Regions from separate parts of the Mus musculus genome. Here all the other regions are linked to region 5. A link is a contact called in public promoter capture Hi-C data. All regions are on one chromosome and are shown on one strand. Each heading gives the region's core, a stretch centred on a gene start, on an enhancer-like site or on the middle of the called end of the contact. The rest is flanking DNA. Distances are from core to core; before and after follow the strand shown.

Region 1 (3,438 bases), core at 56-2,555, 1.7 Mb before region 5:
TTGGAGGCAGGGGGATCAAGAGTGCAAGAGAAGTCTCTGGATAGCAAGTTTGAAGCCTGCCTGGACTCCAGGAGATCTTTTCTCAAAAACCAGATAAGGGCTAGAGAGATGGCTTAATGGTTATGAACACTGGCTGCTCTTTGAGAAGACCTGGGTTCCAACCCCTCCACACACATGGCAACTCACAACCTATCTGCAGCTCCAGTCTCAGGGGATCTGACACCCTCTTTTGGACTTCGTGGAAGTCTGCATGTAATGATACACAAACATACATGTAGCCCAAACACCTATCTACATAGAATAAAATGTAAATGATAAACCAAACAATAAAAAAAAATTGCCAGCAAAATGGCTGGGTGGATTAGGACACAGACTTAAGGTTCACTCGTGCTTATTAAATATCAAGGGAAAGCAGAACTCACTGTTTTGCTTTCAGTGTTGTGTAGAGAATTATGAAAAGACTAAATACCACCTTTACATAAAAGGTACCACTACTGCTGAATAAAACTGAATAGTAATTCCATACATATTATTTATTTTTCATATATTTCTTTAGTAAAACATTCGTGTCACATTGAGGAGGACAAAGTTATACATATGCTGTAATCCGCACACCTAAAGTCCTGACAGGCTGTGACAAAAGATTGGGCACAAATAGTTCTTCCTCTACCGTCAGTCAGCTGACACAGGGGAGAGTCTTGCGGAAAGGGGTTTGGGGTAGAAATCCAGTCGGTTACTAGAACTAGGTACATGCTAACTTGCTTTTTTTTTTTTTTTTTTTTTTTTTGTCTTTTTGTTGTTGTTTTGGTTTTTTGTTTGTTTTGTTTTGTTTTTCGAGACAAGGTTTCTCTGTGTAGCTCTGGCTGTCCTGGAACTCACTTTGTAGACCAGGCTGGCCTCGAACTCAGAAATCCACTACCTCTGCCTCCCGAGTGCTGGGATTAAAGGAATGCGCCACCATGCCTGTCTTGCTAACTTGCTTGAACCTTCAGCTTCCTTATCCCTTAGTTTCCGTTTGCCTGCATGTCTGCCTGCCTCACAGGATGGCTGGTATGAGAAACCAAAAGAATTACAGAAAGGGACTTTCAACATACGCTTAGGGGTTGGGCCTTGGCTCTGTCGCAGGTAGAGATGCCTGGAACCACAATTTGCACGCGCGTGTGTCTCGTCGGTCAATGGAATCCTTGACCCGGATGTACTACTGTACATCTCCGCAAACCCCGCCCAGAAGCAGTGGTTAGTAACCGGAAAGTCTCACGTTTAGCGGGCGTCCCGGAAGCGGAAGCAAGTCCGTTTCTTTTCTCCGTCCCTTACGTTCGTCCTGCGTTGTACCTGTTGTGCCAGGGCGGTTCGCTGAAGCGGTTCGGAGCGTGAAGAAGAGTGGAACCCTGAGTTCCCGGAGCATCAGCAGCCATGGCGGATGTGACTGCCCGCAGTTTGCAGTACGAGTACAAGGCGGTGCGTGTGGTCTCGAAGGACCGGTGCAGACAGGGGAGGTCGTGGACAGCCACGGACACTTGAGCGGGAGATCAGAGCTGGGTGAAGGATGGATTAAAACACGAAGGAAAAACCCCGTGGAATTTGGGGCGCTTGAGAATTTAGGAGTTGGGTTTTCCCCAGCCCCCTCAGCGCTAAACTCGCACCTTCTTCTCTTTACCCGCAATGTGCCCAACATTTTACCCAAATGTGGGCTGTTGTGGATGCTCTTAGGAGCGCTGGTCGTTCACCTTCTCAGACAGCAATAGTGCTCGCGCATCGTGTAATGCTATGTTATTTCTTCTTAAGAGCATGATTTTTTTTTTATTCCACTGTTTTCCCATCATCTGCTGTCACTGTAATAACAGGATTCAAAACTATACATATCAAAGTTTTGATAAAGTATGATCTTTTCAGAACTCAAATCTTGTGCTCCAAGCTGACCGCTCTCTCATTGACCGGACCCGCCGGGATGAACCGACGGGAGAGGTTCTGTCCCTGGTTGGGAAGTTGGAGGGAACCCGAATGGGAGATAAGGCTCAACGGACCAAACCACAGATGCAGGAAGAAAGACGGGCCAAGTAAGTACTAAGGGGATGCTGGATGCTATTTTTCCATCTAATGTAAAGCCCATCTTTAGCATTAGAGCAGTAGTTTTACTCAAGTTTATATGGAAGATGAGTGGTGTGTGCACAACAACCAAGGTTTAGAGCTTCTTTGGATTTAGGTGTAATGAAGTGGAACAAAATCTATTGATACCTTTTACTGACTCGTTTCTGATTCATAGATGTTAATTTTCTTCCGGTTATCTTTTTAAAAGATCTGTTTTATTTTTAATTACGTGCATGTGTATGTTCGTGTGGGTTTGTGCACACGTATGCAGATGCCTGTGTGGAGGCCAGAGAGGGTTTGAGAGTCCCTGGAGCTAGAGTTACAGGAGGTTTTGAGTTACCCAGTGTGGGGCTAAGAACTGAACTTGGGTCCTCTTGGAAAGCAGTACTGGGGTGAACAACTCGACTCTTCTCTCCAGCCCCATCCCCGACTGTTTTCAGGACTTGAGTTAATCTCCTCTCTGTAATTCACCTCCACCATGTTGTTACAAGCTTCTCTCCCCAACCCTTCTCTCCTTTTGTTGCCCAGCACTTCCTGATGATTTCTGTTGTCTTTTCATGTTGGTGGGTTCATTTCAAAAGTTAAATACTACTTACTTTATTTTGCCTGCCTTGCTTTTCTTTTCTCTTCTTCTCTTTTCTTTTCTCTTCTTTTCTTTCTTCAGAACAGAGTATCTTGCTCTGTAGACCAGGCTGGCCTTAAACTCAGAGATCCACCAGCCTCTGTTTCCTGAGCACTGGGATTGGAATTAAAAGTCCTGTGCCACCACCTCCCGGAAAATTGTGTTTTCTTTCCCCTCCGTCCCTCTCTCTCTCCCCTTTTAAAAAATATTTATTTTATGTATATGAGTACACTATAGCTCATCTTCAGACTGTAGCTGCCTTCAGACATGAAGAAGGCACCTCAGAAGAGGTCATCGAATCCCATTACAGATGGTTGTGAGCTACCACGTGTTTGCTAAGAGTTGAGCTCAGGACCTCTGGAAGAACAGTTAGTGCTCTTAACCGCTGGGCCATCTCTCCAGCCCTCTCCTCTCTCTTACTATGGAGTCTTAACAATCCCCAGGCCCTGTTTGATTTGAGTGCTTATGTTTTAGAAGAGCTTAATTATTGTTCCTTGGTCCTTCAGTTTTCAGAGTCTGACGTCTTTTCTAGTTGTTTATTGGGAGTCATTAAGAGTAAATTCCACTGGAGCCTAGTTTCTCTCACTCCTAAAAAGTGATGGATGCATCTAAGGTTAAAAAAAAAGTCTAAATCATATTATAAAATCTCATATGGATATAAAAAGATGTACATTTTAAGATAATGGAGACTGTATCTCATTGTAACAGCATATCAGAAGATGGCACAT
Region 2 (3,323 bases), core at 408-2,907, 1.7 Mb after region 5:
CAGTCTTATCTACAGGACAAATTCCAGGACAGCTAGCGCTATACAGAGAAACCCTGACTTGAAAAAAAAAAAAAAACAAAAAACAAAGAAAAAGAAAAGATGACTTACTGGCTGGAGAGATTGCTCAGTGTTTAAGAGTACTGGCTGCTCTTCCAGAGGATTGGGGTTTGATTTCCAGCGCTCACACTGTGGCTCACAATCAACCTTAATTCAAGTCCCAGGAGATCCAACGCCCTCTTCTGGCCTCCTCCAGCACTGCATACAAATGGTGCAGACATGCATAAATGGAAGTCACCCATACACATATAATAAAAAAATATAAATTGACCTATTTACATGATAAATGCCAAGACTCCGTTGGGGACCAAATAGATAAATAAATAAATAAATAAATAAATAGATAGATAGATAGATAGATAAATGAGAAAGACACACAGGCACATCAGTCCGGCACAACTCTCAGCTGTATGAAATAGTAGTCTTCAGATTTTATTTTGGTCTACCAAGCAGGACTAAATTCCCTAGGGCTAGCCTTCGGCAACTGAGGACAGTAAGCCTTAGAACCTAGTTCTAGAAAGGCAATGTTCTAAGCCGGGCACTGTTCTACGCCTTTAATCCCAGCACTCGGGAGGCAGAGGCAGGCGGATTTTCTGAGTTCGAGGCCAGCCTGGTCTACAAAGTGAGTTCCAGGACAGCCAGGGATATACAGAGAAGCCCTGTTTCGAAAAAACAAAAAACAAACAAACAAACAAAAAACAAAGGCACTGTTCTGGGTCCTCAGTGTGGGCAAAGTGCAGAAAACATGAGCACAAAATACCAGTTCCCTCTGACGTTGGAGTATCTATATATGAGCGTCACAGGATGAAGCAATGCCCAGATGCCTACACCAAGTGAGCAATGTAGCCTCTGAGAAGAGGCGTGAATCTATCGACTATAAAGGCTCCTGTCCAGAGTTCCCGAGTTAGAGCAAAAAGATCTTAACAGAAAAGGAGCAATTACTTCCTATCCCCGGGGGGAGAAAGAGAAGGGAGAACCACTCCTGGCCCGAGTTGGGTTTGTACAACCAGAAACTGCTTAAAATGAAGAAAGGATATTTGTCCTATTGCCTCACCCCGTCCTAAGCCCTACATCAAACGCTGCTCAAAGTGCTGGCGAAAAGCTGATCAGAAACGCCGACTCGCAGGCGCCGACCGAGACCCTAGGCTAAGTCACTTTGCTAGGGCTTCACGTGCACACTGGAACGGAGAGACCAGGGAGACTGCTATCACAACAGCCCCGTGAGAGACGCAGACTCGATCTCCACCTCGCAGGGGGCTAAAAGCGCCGTCCGGACCCACTCTCACAGCAGTCCGCCGTGATAAGGTGACCCTAGAGGGTGATGCTGAGAGGTGCTCCGGGGCGGCACGAGGACAGCCCGCGGGGAAGCGCAGCAGGCCCGGGAGAACCGGGATGGCGGAGCGCGCGGCCCGGACCCGGCGAGGCCAGAGTGCAGGCAGCAAGTCGAGCCACCTCGTCCTCCCCGGCCGCCCACTCACCTGAAGCCCGCGAAGGCAGCTCCCTAACTCCAGTCCCGGGCCGCCCCGGGTAAGTCAATGCACAGACTCCTGCATCAACCGCTCCACAACCCACTTCCGGCCAGCGGCCCTCACCTTCCGCTTACGTTGGTACCGGAGCCGCTGAGGTTCAAAAAACCGTAGTCGAAGTTTTCCATGACCATTTTCTAGTTTCTGACCTTAGAACATGGAGAGGGAAAAATATTATCCTGGATGGGTCGCTTTGAAAGTAATTGAGCAGAAGTAATTGGCACAGGTTCTGGGTTTTATGACTTTGAAGAAGTCACACAAACTTTTCAAGCCTAGTTTGTCATCTATACAAAGAGAATCATGATGCATTTCTAATAGTGAAAATGCTTTCAGAAGAGGAACTAGCAATGGATAGATGAAAATGTATGCAAGGATCCCGGCATAGGGATGCACGTCTTTAATCCCAGAACTAAAGAGGCAGAGGCAGGTGAATCTTTATGAATTCGAAGCCAGCCTGATCAAAATAGTTCCAGGACAACCATAGCTATATAAAGAGACCGGGAAGGGAAGGGAAGGGGGAAGGGGGAAGGGGGAAGGGGGAAGGGGGAAGGGGAAAAAAAGGGAAAAGGGGGGAAAAGGGGGGGAAGGGGGGAAAGGGGGGAAAGGGGGGAAAGGGGGGAAAAAGGGAAAAAAAGGGAAAAAAGGGAAAAAAGGGAAAAAAAGGGAAAAAGGGAAAAAAGGGAAAAAGGGAAAAAAAGGGAAAAGGGAAAAGGGAAGGGAAGGGAAGGGAAGGGAAGGGAAGGGAAGGGAAGGGAAGGGAAGGGAAGGGAAGGGAAGGGAAGGGAAGGGAAGGGAAGGGAAGGGAAAAGTGGAGCTGGAACTGAAGGTGGGTAGGTCAGGATGGTCTACCTCCCTTAGGAGGGCCTCACACGTGGCTGGTTTGGCTATCAAGGTAAGAAAGATTCTCCCAAGTCCTATGTAACAGAAGTGCCTGTCCCAGGCCTGTCGGTGTCTATTCAGTCTTCAGCCTTGTCAGTGCCATCTATTTGAGACGCTGTGAAGGAAAACTGAGAGAGATACCATACTTTCTCCAAGGCACTGGTGGGGAAACAGGCTATATAAGAGGTTGTGACAAAGAGATTTGAGACCAGCATCCCAGCTTCTGGGTTCTATGTAAGGCAGCCTGCCTGGCTGTGAACATTTGAACATCTGTGCCTTCCAGACCATTGGTAACATGGCCCTCACTGACTGGGGACTTCTTACCTGATTACAACCTGCTCATGAACCCAGAGTGAAAAATCCCACCCCCAGGGGACAAACTTTGATTGCTCCTGGGCAGCCATGACAATCTAGTTTCTCTTTGCAAAATGCTGTTTCCTAGTCTCCTATGAAGTGGGAGGAGCTTATAGCCCACCTCTAGTCAACAGTACTGGAAAGGAAGAGTTATTGCATGCTTCTAGGACTTTCTTGGCTTGCGCATATGGAGGCCAGAGGTCACCATCAGGCAACTTCCTCAATTACTGTCTACCTTACTTTTTGAGACAGTGTCCATCACTGTAACTGGAGCTCACAGATTCTGATTGGATGATTAGTAACAGACCTAGTGGCTCCTGTGCTGGGGTTACAGACAGAACAGGCTTCAGGGCCTGCTCTTATATTGTTGTTGCTGATACAAATTCAGGTTTACATACCTGTATGGCAGGCACTTTATTGTTTGAGCCATTTCCCCAACACCCAGGAAAACTTTTTTCTTTTTAAGGTATCTGTATAATTTTTATAGGTTTGTTTGTTTGTTTGTTT
Region 3 (3,148 bases), core at 529-3,028, 2.0 Mb after region 5:
AAAGTTCTGATTAGCCTCTCTAAAGCAGGCTGAAACATTGCTTGAAAGAGCAATGGGCCTCTCACTGGATGAGACACAGGAAAGATTTGTTCCTATTTAGATAATGTAGACTTGATGAGAAATCTTGCTTGTCAACTTGACTGTATCTGGGATCAACAACAACACAAGCACATAGGCATTCTTGGGAAGAACTGGTTTTTCTTTTTAAGACTAGGATTCTCTATGTAGCCCTGGCTGTTCTGGAATTCACTCTGTAGACCAGGCTGGCCTCACAGAGATCCACCTGCCTCTGCCTCTCAAGTGCTGGGATTAAAGGTGTGGGCCACCATTTCTTGGGCATGAAGAATTGTCTTAATCAGATTACCTGAAGCAGGAAGACTCATTCTAAATCTGTGTAGCACTTTCTCATGGCAGATAAGAGGACAGAGAAGAAGAAACTTTGCTTTCTGTCTGCTTGTTCTTATTCTTGGAGGGAAGGTCATCTATCAAGTTTCTGCAGCGTTACCTCACTGATATTAGAACTGACTTCTTTGGATCAGCAGTGAGATCTCCAGGAATCTTTTAGGACTCCAGCACCGAATTGGGACTGTGGAGTCCAGTCTTGTGGATCAAGCACCTTTCTAGGGTGGGACAGCCATTGTTGAACTACTTGGACTGCATCCTGTAAGCCAACTAAATAGATCTCTATCTATCTATCTATCTATCTATCTATTCTTTTAGTGGAACAACTCAGATGGCTAAAACAACCCATATGGCTTCTTCACTCAGTGACTGTTCTTCCAGCTATAAGCTTACCAGATTCATTTGCCTGGGACCTTTTCTCTCCATATGACCTCTGTATGAATCTTTCCAAGGTGGAAGAGCAGGAGAATCCCAGGACAACAAATAAACAAATACCTCCCAAACCAGACCAAGCAACAAAAGAAACAAAAAATAAGATCAGAGCTGGAACTGACACGTTATCTCTTTACCATATCCTTCTATCGGTTTAATATAGTCAAGGTCCAGCGTACATTCCAGGGTAGTGGCCCATACAAGGTTATGCTATTGGGAAGTATGTATCATTGGGAGTAGGAGAGGCACTGGCGTTAGCAAGAAGGGTGTGCAAGCTGAGAGCGCTCCCGGTAATTCTGGGCTGTTCTTTCTTCAGAGAATATGGATAGGTCGTGGGGTACAAGATAATGCTAAACTTCTCCTGCAGAATTTAAGGTACACATAGACATGGTCTGCCACTGGTTCAATCCGCTCGCTATCAAGGAAAGCCTGGCTGTGTGTGCATTCAGTCAGTTACACATCTATTCATATGCAGGTGCTTAATTAACACACGTGCCATTTTGTTATCCCTAGTTTAGAAACGCGAATGCAGTAAGTACTACTTCTTCAGGTCTCAGCTAGCAACACACGACATCATTAGCCTTTTGGGTCCGGTTTCTCACCAAAATGGAGTTGGGGTTATAAGCTGAGCTTTGGAGGCGTCCAAAGGGTAACACTTACCACAGTCAGCTTGTCTAGCAGAGCCAGGCAGCCACTGTAAGGAGGTACTGGCTAACTCGTCGTAGCGCGGTGCGGAAAGCAAAGAGCCTCCGTAGACTAGGCGATGTTCATCCGCGCTAAGACCCTGGCATTGAGCAGGTCTACATGCTGGGCACGCCGGAAGACCACGGCCCTGGTCCCGCCCCCGCGCATGCCAGCCCCGCCCCTGCCCGACGCACAGCGGGAGCCCCGCCTTGGATATGGACCCGCCGGGCCACCGTCGCCCGGCCCCGCCTAGCACGGCCAGGCGAAGGGGAGCCGGCGTGCGGGGTGTGTATGTGTTCGCTGGGCGCCGGCTCAGCCCCAGGAAGATGGTGGCGGTGGCGGCGGCGGCGGCGACTGAGGCGCGGCTGAGGGGGAGCACGACGGCGACAGCAGCGCCTGCGGGCAGGAAGGGCAGGCAGCACCGACCCTGCACCGCGACAGGGGCCTGGAGGCCGGGACCGCGCGCCCGGCTGTGTCTACCGCGGGTGCTGTCGCGGGCGCTGCCCCCGCCGCCGCTGCTGCCGCTGCTCTTTTCGCTGCTGCTGCTGCCGCTGCCCCGGGAGGCCGAGGCCGCTGCGGTGGCGGCGGCGGTGTCGGGCTCGGCCGCAGCCGAGGCCAAGGAATGTGACCGGCCGTGTGTCAACGGCGGCCGCTGCAACCCTGGCACCGGCCAGTGCGTCTGCCCCACGGGCTGGGTGGGCGAGCAATGCCAGCACTGCGGGGGCCGCTTCAGGTGAGTGCGGGTGGGGAGTGCAGGCCCAGCCTGATGTTCCAGGCCCAAGGCAGGTGCAGGGCTTGAAATCGCGAGGGTAGAATTTGCCCCACTGTGTTTGATGATGGCTTGCCTCCTGGAGGGATGTTCATTTGGTGGCCTTCGGGTCTGCCTGTGGTGGAAGATTGAGAAGGAACGGGAACACTCGGGAGGCATTTGTTGCTGTGGGTTAGATGTGGGTCCTGAAGAGTATAAAAGCCCACCTCGAAAACGGGCTTATTTAGGATAAATGAGGTATCAAGGAAACGGTGAGTGAGTGAGTTCTTCAGCACTTGCCTTTGACCAGCCCAAGAGATTGGAGATATGTGTGTCTGGAAGAAGTACAGCCGAGGAAGTGACATGTTGGGTGAAAATAGAAGGTAAGGCTGGGTTGTAAGATTTCAGGGATAAAAGTACCATTGGTTGTTGTTCCAAGGAAAGTGAAGAAACTAGTTTTTGGATCCTCACTGTTGGCCTATTGGAACGGGGTTGTCTAGAGAGGAGAATCCTATTAGCCCTAGATTCTCCACAACATGCAGTTGGCTTGGTTTGGGGCAGAACCTCTTGGAGAGATCACTTTTTAATTAGCTTTTATCTATTATTTGCTTCTGTTGTGAGAGAATTTTTGGATAATGCACACAGGTAGATCCATCATCCAGAGTTTGATGTGGTCCACAAGAAGTTAGGAACACAGCAAGGGGAAGTTATAAGACCTACAGTGTCATCCATATCTCAGGCAGATATTTGTTGACTGGGTTCCCCATTTGACGTGGGAAAGTGAGGGAATGTGAACGTGGCGTAGGATTGATTCTTGCTCCAATTGATCTTATGTTCTAGTGAGGGCTGACAGGCAGTCAACACGTAACTAGGCAAAAGGAA
Region 4 (3,134 bases), core at 504-3,003, 1.6 Mb before region 5:
CTGAGGGACACACTCTCACCCTGCCAGGGGGCCCAGCAGCTCAGTTCAGCACTGGAGTCAGGGGCTGGAGTTTCCCACAAAGCTAAGTTGATTTCACTCCTGCTGCAGGGACCTCAGCTAGCAGGGCCTCCCCTCTTCTCCACAGCTGGAAGGCTGTGGCTCCAGGCATGGCAGGTGACTCTGTTCAGCAAGACTAGACATGATGGTCCCCCTCCATGCTCTGTAATTTGTCCCTGGAATCAGCCATTAAGTCATCTGTGAGGCTGATGCCAAGGATAAGAGCCCCCTATCAGCTTCAGGGATCTATGGTCCAGACTCCCTGGCTGGGCTGCCAGTTGTGCTGTATCAGCCTCCAGACAGGCTTGGTGGGAAGGGACCCAGGCTGTGGCCCTGGAACCAACTTGCATGACCGTGCCACTGAGACACAAGTCCATGACTCCTGGTCCAGGAGTCCTCGTAGCTCTCCCTGGCATTCTGTATCCCCCACAAGCCCCAAGTTCCCCAAATCAAGAGGAAAGGCATAATATTTTGCTCGAGCACCTATATACCTACCATACCTTATGTTAGGGGTCCCCACAGGTTCTAGCCACAGGCCTCCAAGAAACAAAGGATCTGCAGGGATGCTGGAAGGGTCTTAGTAAAGGCAGAGGATTGGCTCAGGGCAATAAAGATTTGGGAGGCTGGGTTCTGAACACTGTCCCCACCCGCCTGCTTCAGTTCAGCCACCTACCAACTTTCTCGCCCCCAACGCAGGAGTGTCCCGGGGGGCCCACGTGCAGCTGGGCCTCACCACATCCGGGAGGGGGGGGCGGGCAGGCACTTGAGTGGGGGAGCACAGAATGGCTGTGAGTTACCCAGTTTTTCATTCTTACAGTTTGGTGTGGGACCAGGGCCTGTCCCAGAGGGGTTTGTAGCTCCTAAGGGGTCGGAAGGGAACAGGTTCTGTGAATAGTCCTTCTTCCCCTGAAATTCCCGCCAGGCCTGGCTATGCCCTGGGAGAGCCCAGCATCGTCAACAGAGTTCCTCTTTAGCCCTGGCCTGTGGCATGGGAACTACTTCTTTTTAGGCTCTTGGGGGTTTCCCTGGGCCCCTGGGGAAAGAAACTGTCCCAGTCATAAGAGGAAACTCGTCACAGGCCCCTGCGCCCCTTCCCCATTAAAGCCCCTCCCACCCCACCCCACCCCCGCCCCTGCCCCAGGGCTTTGGCTTTCCAGGACTCCTCCACCTGGGCCTGGGCCTGACATGGGAGAATAGGACAATTTCCTGACGGTTGGTGTCTTTCCTAATAGTGTATCATTATGGGTAGCAACAGGTAATTTGTCCATTTTTGCTATCGAAATTCCTAGAATGAAAACCCTGGGAGAAAATGGGAAAAGTGAGGAAGCTGAAGACCTGAGTAACTCAAAGGCTCGGTGCAGCTGAGAGCTGAGTTCCTAAGCACTTAGTGGCTTGAAGCCTGGCAAAGAGTGGGGAGCACTGGGGCATATACACTGGAGAGACGTGGGTGGGGCCTCTAGACTCCAGGCCGACACTTGTCACGGTCTGGTTCCCAGTTTCTTCCCCCGCGTGTCCCTCCCCCTGATGCCCCGCCCCACCCACCCCCTGTCCGCTCAGGGAGCCCCGGGGGCGGCCCAGCCAGAGTCCCACGTGAAGCCGCGGGGGCGGGCACCGGCGCCTTCCTGCTCTACCCTTGTATGGTGACCCGAGGGGCCAGCCCTCGAGTATTTAAGCCCGGGCTCGACGAAGAGCCCCCAGAACCGTCAGCTCCCGCCACACAGACACCGCGCCGCCGGAGCCGAGGGAGAGGACATCCGGAAGCAGGAGGCTTTGCGATGCCGATCGCCATGGGGCTGGAGACGGCGTGCGAGCTAGAGTGCGCGGCGCTGGGCGCGCTGCTGCGGGAGCCGCGGGAGGCCGAGCGCACGCTGCTGCTCGACTGCCGCCCGTTCCTGGCCTTCTGCCGGAGCCACGTGCGCGCCGCGCGACCGGTGCCCTGGAACGCGCTGCTGCGGCGGCGTGCGCGCGGCACCCCCGCCGCTGCCCTCGCCTGTCTGTTGCCCGACCGCGCACTCCGGGCGCGCCTGGGCCGCGGGGAGCTGGCCCGTGCCGTGGTGCTGGATGAAAGCAGCGCGTCTGTGGCCGAGCTCCCGCCGGACGGCCCCGCTCACCTGCTGCTAGCCGCACTGCAGCACGAGATGCGCGGGGGACCCACGACCGTGTGCTTCTTGCGAGGTGAGCCCGCGCCCCGCGCCCTGCGCCCTTCGCCCCTTCTCCCATGTTCCGCGCCCCGCGCTCTTAGCCCCTTGTCCCACGTTCCGTGCCCCGTTCCCGACCTCTTGGCTAATCATACCCTTTCTTGTCTTTCCCACAGGCGGTTTCAAAAGCTTCCAGACGTACTGTCCGGATCTGTGCTCTGAAGCTCCTGCCCAGGCCCTGCCTCCTGCTGGGGCCGAAAATAGCAACTCTGACCCGAGGGTTCCGATCTATGACCAGGTGAGTTGATATTCGAATTTGTTGTCTTCATTGTGCATTCTAGAGGGATGCCTCTGGAGAACGCCAGTGGGGAAAGACAGGGGTGTGTTCCAATATACATTCCCAGATGTGGAGAGTGTTTGTGTGACCTGCAAATGGTGTGAACGTGTATATATCCTCATACAGACTTTAAGGCATATGTGGCACAAAGTGTCTGAACATATGTCCCCTTGTGGCCTCAAGACTTTTAATTCTGTCCTTGGTCAGAAGGCCTAGAGCTTCTCTTGTTTCTAGCCAATCCAAGATGTCTGGATCAAGCCCTCCAGCACAAGGCTGAGTGAGGTCTCACCACCGTCCCCTTCCTCCTCCAGGGTGGTCCTGTGGAAATCTTGCCCTACCTGTACTTGGGCAGCTGCAACCACTCCTCAGATCTTCAGGGCCTGCAGGCCTGCGGCATCACAGCAGTTCTCAATGTCTCTGCCAGCTGCCCCAACCACTTTGAGGGTCTTTTCCATTACAAGAGCATTCCAGTAGAAGATAACCAGATGGTGGAGATAAGTGCCTGGTTCCAGGAGGCTATCAGCTTCATAGGTAGGGGAGCCTCAGCCCAGGGTTCTGTGGGAACTGTAGGGGAGAAGGTACAGGCACCTGATTCCTCTGTC
Region 5 (3,334 bases), core at 542-3,041:
ACTCAGTTCTCATACATGTTAAAAATTATAATTCATTTCTCTTGTTGTTCTTACATGTTATCACCTGCAAGTAATGTGTCCATTTCTTCACAGTATCAACAGGACTTAATTTCCATGAATGATTCTGCTTTAGAAGCTGGGTGATGAACTCATATGTAATGAAGTAACTTGAGCACCTTAATCCTCTATGCCTCAATTTTCTCATCTGTAATGTGAGACCATCACTTTCTTCTTAAGGTTGATGTGAAACTTTTAGTTTCACATTAGGGTTGGCGAGATGGCTCAGCAGGTAAGAGCGCTGACTGCTCTTCCAAAGGTCCTGAGTTCAAATCCCAGCAACCACATAGTGGCTCATAACCACCCGTAAAGAGATCTGACGCCCTCTTCTGGTACGTCTAAAGTCAGCTACAGTGTACTTATGTATAATAATAAATAAATCTTTGGACCGGAGCAAGCAGGGACTGATGGAGCAGGGCCAACTGGATTGAGAGGGGTTGACCAGAGCGAGCAGAGGTCCTTAAAAAAAATTCAATTCCCAACAACCACATGAAGGCTCTCAACCATCTGTACAGCTATAGTGTACTCACATACATAAAACAAATAAATCTTTTTTAAAAAAAGTTTCACATTAATTACACAGCAAAGCTATGGTAGCCCAATTAGGCTAACAGTTTCCACTAAGGTATTTGAGACTGAGCAGTGAACATATACATATATCCTTTCCCCTTGAAACAGTGTTTCCCCTATGTAGCTGAGGTTGGCTTGGAACCTGCTATTTAGACCAGGCTGGTCCCAGTCTCCCAAGATCTGCCTGCCTTTCAAATGCTGAGATTAATAGGCCCAGCCCAACACTGTAATGTTATCTTAATGAGGGTGGAAAAAAACTCGTGAAGGATGTGTCAAGGGTTCCACTGAGGAAAGAGAGAACATAGAAGACAAGGATTTAGGAGAGATGGAGTTTGAGGGCATTATCAACTCAAAAAACTAAAAAGTGGGCCGGGCAGTGGTGGCACATGTCTTTAATCCCATACTTGGGAGGCAGGGTCAGTCGGGTTTCTGAGTGAGTTCCAGGACAGCCAGGACTACACAGAGAAACCCTGTCTCGAAAAATTAAAACCAAAAAAAAAAAACCAAAAAAAAAAACCAAAAACCAAAAAAACCTAAAAAGTGAGTGGGTATCTGCACAGAAATCCCGCACTCTGACTAAGTACGAGATTAACAACACGCTTTTCCAAATTAACAGAAAAACTAAGCCGAAATGATGCTTGCTGCTTTATTCTGGGAGTTCTGGTTCAGGATCACTGGCAGAGCAGTCTATGTATCCTTCAACTCTCGAGGTGCCGGCAAAGCCACCTCGGAGGTGACTGACAGCAAACACGTTAAGCGCACGTGCAAGGGGAGCAGCCGGCCCCTGGGGGCAGATTCAGAGGCTGGGGCCTCCTCCCGCCGCCCGGCCACTGCCCTCGCCCGCAGTCCCTACTCTGACTTCCACCCCACTTCCCCTTCCGACCTCCCCGCTCCGGTCCCGGCCCACGCGCCAGCCAGGGCTCGCCGGTTTCCAGGAGCGAGGGGGCGGAGCCCAAGCGGTGCCCTGCAAAGGACCAGAACGTGGGGATCACCTTTCCTCAGGGTCGGCGGCCGGTTTTTTGCCGAGGGCCGGATTGGGGGGCTTTGAAAAGAGATTTTCAAAATCCATAACTCAGACAGGGACCGTTCCTCTCCACGCCGAGCAGGTACTGAACAACCAGCGAAGCGGAGGCTACAGTCGCGCCAAGGGCCACACGCTCCGCCCAGCGCACGCGCACGCGCTCGCGCTCATGTTGCTTGGGCGCGACTCCGCGCGACCTGGCCAGCCCTACCACGCATGCGCAGTTCTCACCGTTGGTGGGGAGGCTTTCGGTGCCTGAGCTGCGCACGCGCAACTCTCTGTACTTATGTCCGATTCGTTCCTTAGTGCAGCACTACAATGTCGTTAAAAAATTAAAATAATCTTTAGGATTCTTCTTTAGAAAGCTGTGCTATTTTTATATGTACGAGAGAGAGACAGAGAGAATGAGTGCAGATGCCCGCGGAGGCCAGTTATTGTAACCCACCTGACATGAGTGTTGGGAACAGAACGCAAGACCTTTATGTTTTAACTATTGAGCCATATATCTCTTCCAGCCCCTTTAAAATTGACAGGTGACCAAGCAAAATTAATTGCACAAAAAGGAACCTAGACGATCTCTTCTGAGTAAACACATAAATATATTTAAAGCAGGCAAATTCAATAGAAAGTACTAAGTATTAAGACTATTTGGGGGTGGGGGGGTGGGGGGGTGCAGTCTTAGAGACCTGCAGATGAAGATGCAAAACTCTCAGTTCCTGCTGCACCATGCCTACCTGGATGATGCCATGCTCATTCCTTCATGATAATGGACTGAACCTTTGAATCTGTAAGCCGGCCCCAATGAAATGTTGTCCTTATAAGAGTTGCCTTGGTCATGATGTCTGTTCACAGCAGTAAAACCCTAAATAAAATGGAAGCTGGTAGCCGGGCGTGGTGGCGCACGCCTTTAATCCCAGCACTTGGGAGGCAGAGGCAGGTGGATTTCTGAGTTCCAGGCCAGCCTGGTCTACAAAGTGAGTTCCAGGACAGCCAGAGCTATACAGAGAAACCCTGTCTCGAAAAACCAAGAAAAAAAAAAATGGAAGCTGGTACCAGGGATAGGTCTGACCATGCTTTTGTTTGGAAGAATGTTGATTTCAGGACTTTGGATTTGGAAAGCGGTGGAATGTTTTAAATGGGGCTTAATGGACCATCCTAGTAGGAATATGGAAGACTTGCTGAGAATAACTGTGCAGACCAGGCCCAAGAGGTTTCAGAGAAGAATTTTCAGTTTGTGGCATAGAGACTGTTTTTGTGGTATTTTGGTGAAGAATGTGGCTGCTTTTTGCCCTTGTCTGAGAGTCTATGTGGGGCTAAGGTAAATATATATATTAATTGCATTGACAAAGGAAGTCTCAAAAAAGCCCAACATAGACTTTGTTCTCTGGTTAAATCTCATGAAGAGGTTTTTTTTTTTTTTTGAATAAGTGTAGCAGGCTTTGAAAGGAAAAATACAAAATATGTGGTTGACATTAAAGGGGCACCAGGAAGTGAAATGGAACTGAATCTTATGTTCAAGGAGGTTAAATTGAATTAAGGAAGTGTTGACCTTAGGCCAAGATCCACACAGCAAAGTACAGGTCTTTAATTCCAGGAGGCAAAGACAAGCAGATCTCTGACTTTATGTCCAGCCTTGAACAGAGCAGGTTCTAGGTGAAGAAAAGTTTTAAGTCCAGGCATGGTGAT
Region 6 (3,238 bases), core at 635-3,134, 1.9 Mb after region 5:
GGCCTGCAGAATGGCTCAGTGGGTAAAGGCACTTGGCTGCCAAGAGACCTGGCTGAGTCCAATCCTGGTGACCCACATAGGAGAAAGGGAAGAAAAGACTCCTGGCAAGGTGTCCTCTGACCTTCATACTCCCAGTGGCAAGCACAGTGAGTCTCTCTCTCTCACATATACATACACACTACATATATACACACACAATACACACACATAAAACACATACACACACACAATACATGCATCTACACACACAAACACAGACACAATTTAAAAATAAAAAAGAAGCCAAGCAAAGTGGCTCATATCTTTAATCCCAGCACTGAGAAGCAAGTGGATCTGTGAGTTCAAAACCAGTCAGGCCTACAAAGTGAGTCTCTGTCTTAGGAAAAAAAAAGTCATTTTCATTCTTCATAGTTTTGATAAAAGACAACAAAACTCTACAAAACACAAGGCTAGATGTGCTATAGCACTTGTCCAGCAAAAGCAATGTATTGGGATTTGACCCTCAATACTAGAAAGAAACACACACACACAGACAGAGAGAGAGAGAAGAGAGAGACAGACATGAGAGAGGAGAGAGAGAGAGAGAGAGAGAGAGAACACAATACAACACTCAATCAAGAACACAGAAAAAGCCGGCCAGACACGGTGGCACAGACTCAGCATTCAGGAGGCAGAGGCAGGTGGATCTTTTCGGGTTCAAGGTCAGCCTGGTCTACAGTGAGACCCGGTCTCAATTAAAAAAAAAAAAAAAGACAGAAAATAGGATAAGCTATTCTAATATTAGTTGACAACCCCCACTCAAGGGAACAATAGCATATTGCTTTGCCAAATGGCTGCAAGTAAGCAAACAAAAAAGGCCTCTTCTGGTTTAATGACAGGTTAGCAGTACCCAAACCCCAATGACTCCTCCCTTCCCTTTCTTATAGGCTCCTACTGCAACACCTCCACCACTCCAACCTCCGCGTTTCTCTGGCAGCCGCATACTAGCTCCTTCACAAACAAAGCCCGGACGGCTATCAAGGTCAGCCCCAAAGACAGAGAGCAGAAATTGGAAACAGATCTTCTGTATGGAAAAGGGCAGGGCAGCACTCCCTAATATCAACTCCCCTTCCAGTCCACCCGCACTCCTTATCACGAACCTAGTGTCAGCCGCTCTGGGGGGTTCCGAGCCTCCTTTTCCCTCTCCATCCAGTTTCCTTTTTCTTCCTGCGCCCCCAATGACCTTCAAGCCCCTGAAACAGGTGCTCCCCAAGGGAAAGGGGTTGGATGCAGTGGCCAGGGACAGGTGAGCGGAGTTCCCTGTACACGCAGGGGACTGGAAACTCTATAATCGAGCGGCAGTCTGGGGCAAAGGGTCTGGACACCTAGGAGCAAAGGGGTTTACGCGGCAGTTTCGGGAGCTCCACTCGCGTGAACACAGGGCCTCTAGCGGTGGGCTGTCGGTGGGGAAGGTTTAAGGGAAAACCGGTCCATGGGGTGGGGATGTCACAATGGGGTCTTCCCGGAAACCGCAGTGGGTTGTCGAGCTACAGACATAGCAGGGTCCCTCCAGAAGGCCGCCTGTCCCTGGGCAAACGTTCTTCTCAGAGCCGTTTGAAACAATCCTCCGCAAGGAAGCCATATCAGACCACGCCCTGCCGCCCGAGGCGTAGCCGCCCCAAGGCGCATCCCGGGCCACCCTCGGCTGTCTCGACGCGGCATACCTGACGGAGGCCGCCCCACTGCCAAAGGTGCCAGCGAAGCGCGCGGGGGACAGCCCCAGCTGCTGGGGGTCGAACGAGTCCATGGAGGCTGGCGGCGTAGGACCTGGGGGCCGCGGAGGGTCGCTGGGGCCGGCACCGCTGCGGGCCAGCGGCAGGGCGGAGCGAGGGTGCGCCAAGGGGGCGGGGTCGGCGCGCGCGGGCACGCGGGGGCGGGGCGGGAGCGCGCGCAGCGGGGGCGTCAGTGTGAGTCCGGCCCAGCGCCGCACCGTGCTGCGGAGGAGCCAGACGGACTTGGGGTGCGGGCCGCCAGGCGCAGGCTCCGGGACACCACACCTCCGGGCCCTAAGGTCTCTCAGTGCGGTGAGGGTTCTGCGGGAGCTACAGCCACGCTCGCGGACGCGCCCGGGGCGGGGTCTCGCTCCCGCGAGGGCCGGGCTAGGCTTCTTCTGGTCTGTATTTGGCTTTATCTCTAGGTGTCCTGGACCGCTGCCTGGCTACAGTTATCTGTTTCACATCAGTTGCCTATCCATCCTTGGAACGTTCGGCCCCTTAGCGATGCGGCCTGTTGAGAGCACTGGCATCAGTGTGCTCACAGTATCCCAGGAGACGCCTGCCTTTGCAGTTCAGAGTCTGGATAGAATTGTTTCCAGCTGTGGGTCGGTGGGCCAGAAAAAATCTCAGAGCCCAAGTTCCTTCCTGCATAAAGTGGAGAGTTGCTTACTATATACAAGGTCTACTTTAGCATCACATATCGACCTTGTCAAGATGTCCTACGTGTCCTAAATTCATCTTTTCATGGTAAATTATAACACCACAAGACTAGTTTCCCTGCTACAATGATCAGCCTTTGAATTATTTATAAATAGTACTGGCTGAAAAAAATCCTTCTTCCACTCATAAAGATTTTAACAATCCCCAAGGTATCTCTTGCAGGTTTGAAAAAGAGAAGGAACTAAAATGCTTATTTTTATACTTAAAGGAAAATAAAATTTTGCCTTCAGACCCAACTCGTGAATGTGTAACCATTGTTTAGAGGTAACCAACACAGTATCTGAAAATCAGCCAATCAGAGACAGCCTCTCTTCAGGGGCTTCCAAATCAGCCAGTTATCAACAGCTTCTGAAACCCAGCTAATCATTGACAGCAGCCCAATCAGCAGCGCAATGACCAGGCTTCCGAATGAAAGAGCCTTTCTTAGCTGCTTTGTTCTGTAGACCACTGTTAACAGCCAGGAGACTGTAAATTGCTAAACAGTCAATTTATTGAAACACCTCGAGCTTTTACGCACCCAGTCATTATATACATCTCCAGCTCTGTTAATCAGCTTTGAGAATACATCTTTTCTCTACAAGCAAATGTGATATTCACCTTCTTCCTTCCTCCTCCATTTGGTATGTTTTATGTAGCCTAGGCTGACCTTGAACCCCTGAACTTGAACCCTTGAACTCTTGCTTCAACCTCCTAAATTCTGAGATTACAGGCCTGCATCATCATGTCCAGATGGAAGGCTACTACAATTTGTAGCACAGAACAAA
Region 7 (3,018 bases), core at 436-2,935, 1.5 Mb after region 5:
AGGGGAAGTGACTTGGACTTTTGAGGGGAAATGGGGCTCCTTTAATCCTATCCTTCAGCCCTGCTATTCCAGTTCTTACCTGCAGGCACCAATGCAGCAGAGAACAGGGAGCTCCCACTTATCTTTCTCTTGGTTCCTTTTTTTCTATTTTATTTTTCTTCCAAGATGGCTCTTGATTGTGCTAATGGGGTAGGGAGCTCTGAAAAGGACCAGGAGTCATAGGTTAACTGTAAATAAGAAAAATTTCAAAAAAATTAAAAAAACAAAAAACCCCAAAACAAAACAAACAAACAAACAAACAAACAAAAAACCGAAAGAAAGAAAAAGAAAGAAAAGAAAAAAAGTTTGCTGGTAGGGTTTGCTCTAAAGCCAAGAGGCTGCTTTCTTAGCCAAGAACCAGTATTTTTCAGATTTGTTTTGTTCTGTGTTGGTCTTGTTTTGTAAAGTATTGTGTTCTAGTGAAAGACCCAACTTTTCATTTGGTCACTTTTCAATTTGCTGTGTATTTGCATCCCTGATAGACTTTGTACTTTCTAGGAAATGGGCTTCTGGAACTTGTAGGAGGAGCGGACCTCATTGGCAGGAGTCTGACATTTAGGAGACAGGATAGAGGTCTTGTAGACTGTCACTGAGATGGCCCTGAGGAGGGAGATCAAGAGTCACAAATCTTAACTCAAGGAGAGGTTTTTACTACCCAGAGGGAGGAAGTTTAAAGAAGGCCCGCTTCAACGCACATTTGCAGGTCCTGGCTCTGGTCTGCGCACACTTACTTATTCAACAAATAAAGGAAGGGTGTTTGCATAGAGTTCTAACTTGGCGCCCTAGGTCTAGCAGCATCCAAAGTGCTCTAAACTGAGGACTGCTACCTTCCGAAAAAATCGACTTATGGTTCCTAGAAGCTAGATGCACAAAGAACGCTGTTCGCTTCCCTGGTCTCTCTCAGCGCTTTCAATCTTCTCCTGACCACTATGCATGTATCAAGAAGTATCTCCCCGCTCGCTGCGGAGCACCGTGTGCTGTGCTTCCATCCAGCTCTAGAGAATCAGGCCCAGCTTGCACATCTGGAAAGCAAGAGAGATTTCCCTAGGGTTCGGGTGGGGATGATGTGGGCTGGTTTATTTAAGATGACATACTCAGAGCTAGACCGGTCCTAGGTACTAGGCAAATTCTTCTCGCAATTACATCCTTTAAGTGCCTTACAACTAACTCTCTCTCTCTCTCTCTCTCTCTCTCGTGTGTGTGTGTGTGTGTGTGTGTGTGTGACAGAGAGAGAGAGAGAGAGAGAGAGAGAGAGAGAGAGCGAGAGCGCGAGAGAGGCAGAGGCAGAGGCAGAGGCGCGGGGTGTGTTAGAGAGAGGATCACATTTGGAGAAGGATGGAGATGGCTTTCGAGTGCCTGAGTTCACCAGTTGGTGTGGCTTGTGCCTGGTGTCAGTTTCCTCATCTGTAAACAAGGAAAAAAGCCCATGCCCGGGGGCCTAGGACCGTGACTAGGTGGGAGACGTGTGCCAGGGGAGGATAGGGAGCGTCCTGTCCTGTTACCCGGAGACCCCCAGTGCGCCCGGGGAACTCCGCGGCGCAGCGGGGCGCGCAGGGGTGGGGCTCACGGAGGCGGAGACGCCCGCCCGGCGTCAGCGAACCAGCGCCCGCCTCTCAACGGCCAATGACGAAGCGCCTTACAGCCCAGGCCGCGACGGGAGAGAGGCTGCGGCGAGTGAGGCGCTGACAGGGACTCGCGGGGGCATCTTGCACAGACCCCTGGACCACGCCGCCATCGCAGCCTCCAGCCCAGTCCTCTCTCTGCCGCTTCTCCTCGCCATGGAGGCGAGGCCGCCGCCGCCGCCGCGGGGCTTCGAGCAGCGGACCGGGCGGCGGCCCTGAGGGGAGCGGCGGGCCGAGACGCCGCCGCGGTCCTGAGGCGGAGCTGCCGTGCGCGTCCCCCGCGGTCCCGCCCAGCGCCGGGCTCGGTAAGCGTTCGCGCCTGCCGCCGTCGGGAGGGCTCGGGGAGGTGGGGTGGCTCGGCCGCGCGTGGGAGCGGTCCCTGGATCCTATCCTGGAGGAGCGCCTCTGGCTTGTGCATCCTGGCACCGTGGACAGGGGGAGGGGGTCCCGGAAACGTGCGGGACACAGACAGGCTGGAACTTTGCGGACGTCCTCCTCCGGCCCGGGCCAGGGCGCTGCCGTAGTTCATTCTGAAAGAAAAAAACTTTGAGCAGCGAAAATGGGATTTGCTCAGGTCCATTTAATGGGAGGAGATAGGTGGCACACGCAGTGACCATCCCACCTCCCACCTTCCCCTTAAGACCCCTTCCTGGTCCTACTCCCAGGCCCCTCTCTGCCGCCCATTCCCAACTGTTGTGTATGCTTAAGAAGGAAAATATGGACTTAAGCTACCCAGAATTCAAAAGCAGCCACTTGGGAACGCACATCTCCTGTGTTTACTTTCAGTAATTCTTAAAAATTGCCACGGGGGGGGGGGGTTGAGCCCCTAATATTTCCTAAAAATAACAACTACAGAGGCAGAGATGATCCTGTCTATTAGAGGGTTTTGTTGTTGATAGTGATGATATTTGTAGGACAAGCAAAAAAATGTTCCAAACCCTCTTGGACAGAGTGTGATGTCGGCCGAAGCCCTTGGCTAGGATAGGGAATTTCTGTTGAAAACCAGCCTCATGTCCCCGGCTATGGCACCACTTGTTACCTGCTAACTCTTGAAGCAGCCAGAGAACCAAAAGATGGTGGATGAGGAAAGACTGGGACAGGATGAACATCTTTCTGTCTGGATACTCCTTTCGAAAACGTAGATCAGACGCTGTCATTTGTGTGCTTAAAAACTCCTTCACTTTCCTTCCTCTGTGAATGAGATGGAGGAAAACCCAGATGCCTTACCGTTCCCTACAAGGCTCTTGGCAGTCCTTCCTGAACTTAATCTTTGATGGTTACCTCAGTCCTCTCATTCTCCTTTCTCTTCCACGCTGTGTTTAGCCATTCGGAGCGGCTCGGCCACCCCCTCATATGT

The links. Promoter capture Hi-C pulls out the DNA fragments that hold promoters and counts their contacts. Capture Hi-C pulls out chosen DNA fragments and counts their contacts.
Region 1: a promoter capture Hi-C map of liver shows a contact between it and region 5, with 4 times the contacts expected there. The contact joins the promoter of Snrnp200 here to the promoter of Zc3h8 in region 5. A contact is called at or near these places in 2 of 39 promoter capture datasets (hippocampal neurons and liver).
Region 2: a contact with region 5 is called in a promoter capture Hi-C map of liver, with 4 times the contacts expected there. The contact joins the promoter of Ubox5 here to the promoter of Zc3h8 in region 5. A contact is called at or near these places in 2 of 39 promoter capture datasets (both in liver) and 1 of 115 datasets of contacts at active chromatin or transcription factors (astrocytes).
Region 3: a contact with region 5 is called in a promoter capture Hi-C map of adipose tissue. The contact joins the promoter of Atrn here to the promoter of Zc3h8 in region 5. A contact is called at or near these places in 3 of 39 promoter capture datasets (liver and pre-B cells) and 1 of 9 other capture datasets (adipose tissue).
Region 4: a contact with region 5 is called in a promoter capture Hi-C map of pre-B cells, with 2.8 times the contacts expected there. The contact joins the promoter of Dusp2 here to the promoter of Zc3h8 in region 5. A contact is called at or near these places in 4 of 39 promoter capture datasets (hippocampal neurons, liver and pre-B cells).
Region 6: a contact with region 5 is called in a promoter capture Hi-C map of pre-B cells, with 6 times the contacts expected there. The contact joins the promoter of 4930402H24Rik here to the promoter of Zc3h8 in region 5. A contact is called at or near these places in 2 of 39 promoter capture datasets (liver and pre-B cells).
Region 7: a promoter capture Hi-C map of liver shows a contact between it and region 5, with 5 times the contacts expected there. The contact joins the promoter of Ptpra here to the promoter of Zc3h8 in region 5. A contact is called at or near these places in 2 of 39 promoter capture datasets (both in liver) and 1 of 115 datasets of contacts at active chromatin or transcription factors (astrocytes).

Annotation. Positions count from the first base shown.
Region 1 is chr2:127,207,081-127,210,518 of GRCm38.p6, forward strand. Snrnp200 (small nuclear ribonucleoprotein 200 (U5)) reads left to right here and starts at 1,306. Exons shown (of 45, transcript NM_177214.5): 1 at 1,306-1,458; 2 at 1,894-2,057. The coding sequence starts at 1,414. It overlaps 1810024B03Rik (RIKEN cDNA 1810024B03 gene), which reads right to left and starts at 1,200. Exons shown (of 2, transcript NM_198630.2): 1 at 1,095-1,200.
Region 2 is chr2:130,628,381-130,631,703 of GRCm38.p6, forward strand. It overlaps Ubox5 (U box domain containing 5), which reads right to left and starts at 1,658. Exons shown (of 7, transcript NM_001255993.1): 1 at 1,536-1,658; 2 at 109-255. It overlaps Fastkd5 (FAST kinase domains 5), which reads right to left and starts at 1,622. Exons shown (of 3, transcript NM_198176.3): 1 at 1,536-1,622; 2 at 109-255.
Region 3 is chr2:130,904,717-130,907,864 of GRCm38.p6, forward strand. It overlaps Atrn (attractin), which reads left to right and starts at 1,779. Exons shown (of 29, transcript NM_009730.3): 1 at 1,779-2,251. The coding sequence starts at 1,845. A730017L22Rik (RIKEN cDNA A730017L22 gene) reads right to left here and starts at 1,680. Exons shown (of 3, transcript NR_015523.2): 1 at 1,495-1,680.
Region 4 is chr2:127,334,406-127,337,539 of GRCm38.p6, forward strand. It overlaps Dusp2 (dual specificity phosphatase 2), which reads left to right and starts at 1,754. Exons shown (of 4, transcript NM_010090.2): 1 at 1,754-2,232; 2 at 2,372-2,493; 3 at 2,844-3,063. The coding sequence starts at 1,833. Gm46762 (a long non-coding RNA gene) reads right to left here and starts at 1,146. Exons shown (of 3, transcript XR_003953899.1): 1 at 1-1,146.
Region 5 is chr2:128,942,229-128,945,562 of GRCm38.p6, forward strand. It overlaps Zc3h8 (zinc finger CCCH type containing 8), which reads right to left and starts at 1,792. Exons shown (of 9, transcript NM_020594.2): 1 at 1,620-1,792. The coding sequence starts at 1,696.
Region 6 is chr2:130,838,261-130,841,498 of GRCm38.p6, forward strand. 4930402H24Rik (RIKEN cDNA 4930402H24 gene) reads right to left here and starts at 1,885. Exons shown (of 37, transcript NM_029432.2): 1 at 1,704-1,885. The coding sequence starts at 1,786.
Region 7 is chr2:130,448,593-130,451,610 of GRCm38.p6, forward strand. Ptpra (protein tyrosine phosphatase, receptor type, A) reads left to right here and starts at 1,686. Exons shown (of 21, transcript NM_001163688.1): 1 at 1,686-1,966. Gm52562 (predicted gene, 52562) reads right to left here and starts at 2,978. Exons shown (of 3, transcript NR_165481.1): 1 at 2,943-2,978; 2 at 2,701-2,852; 3 at 1-2,191.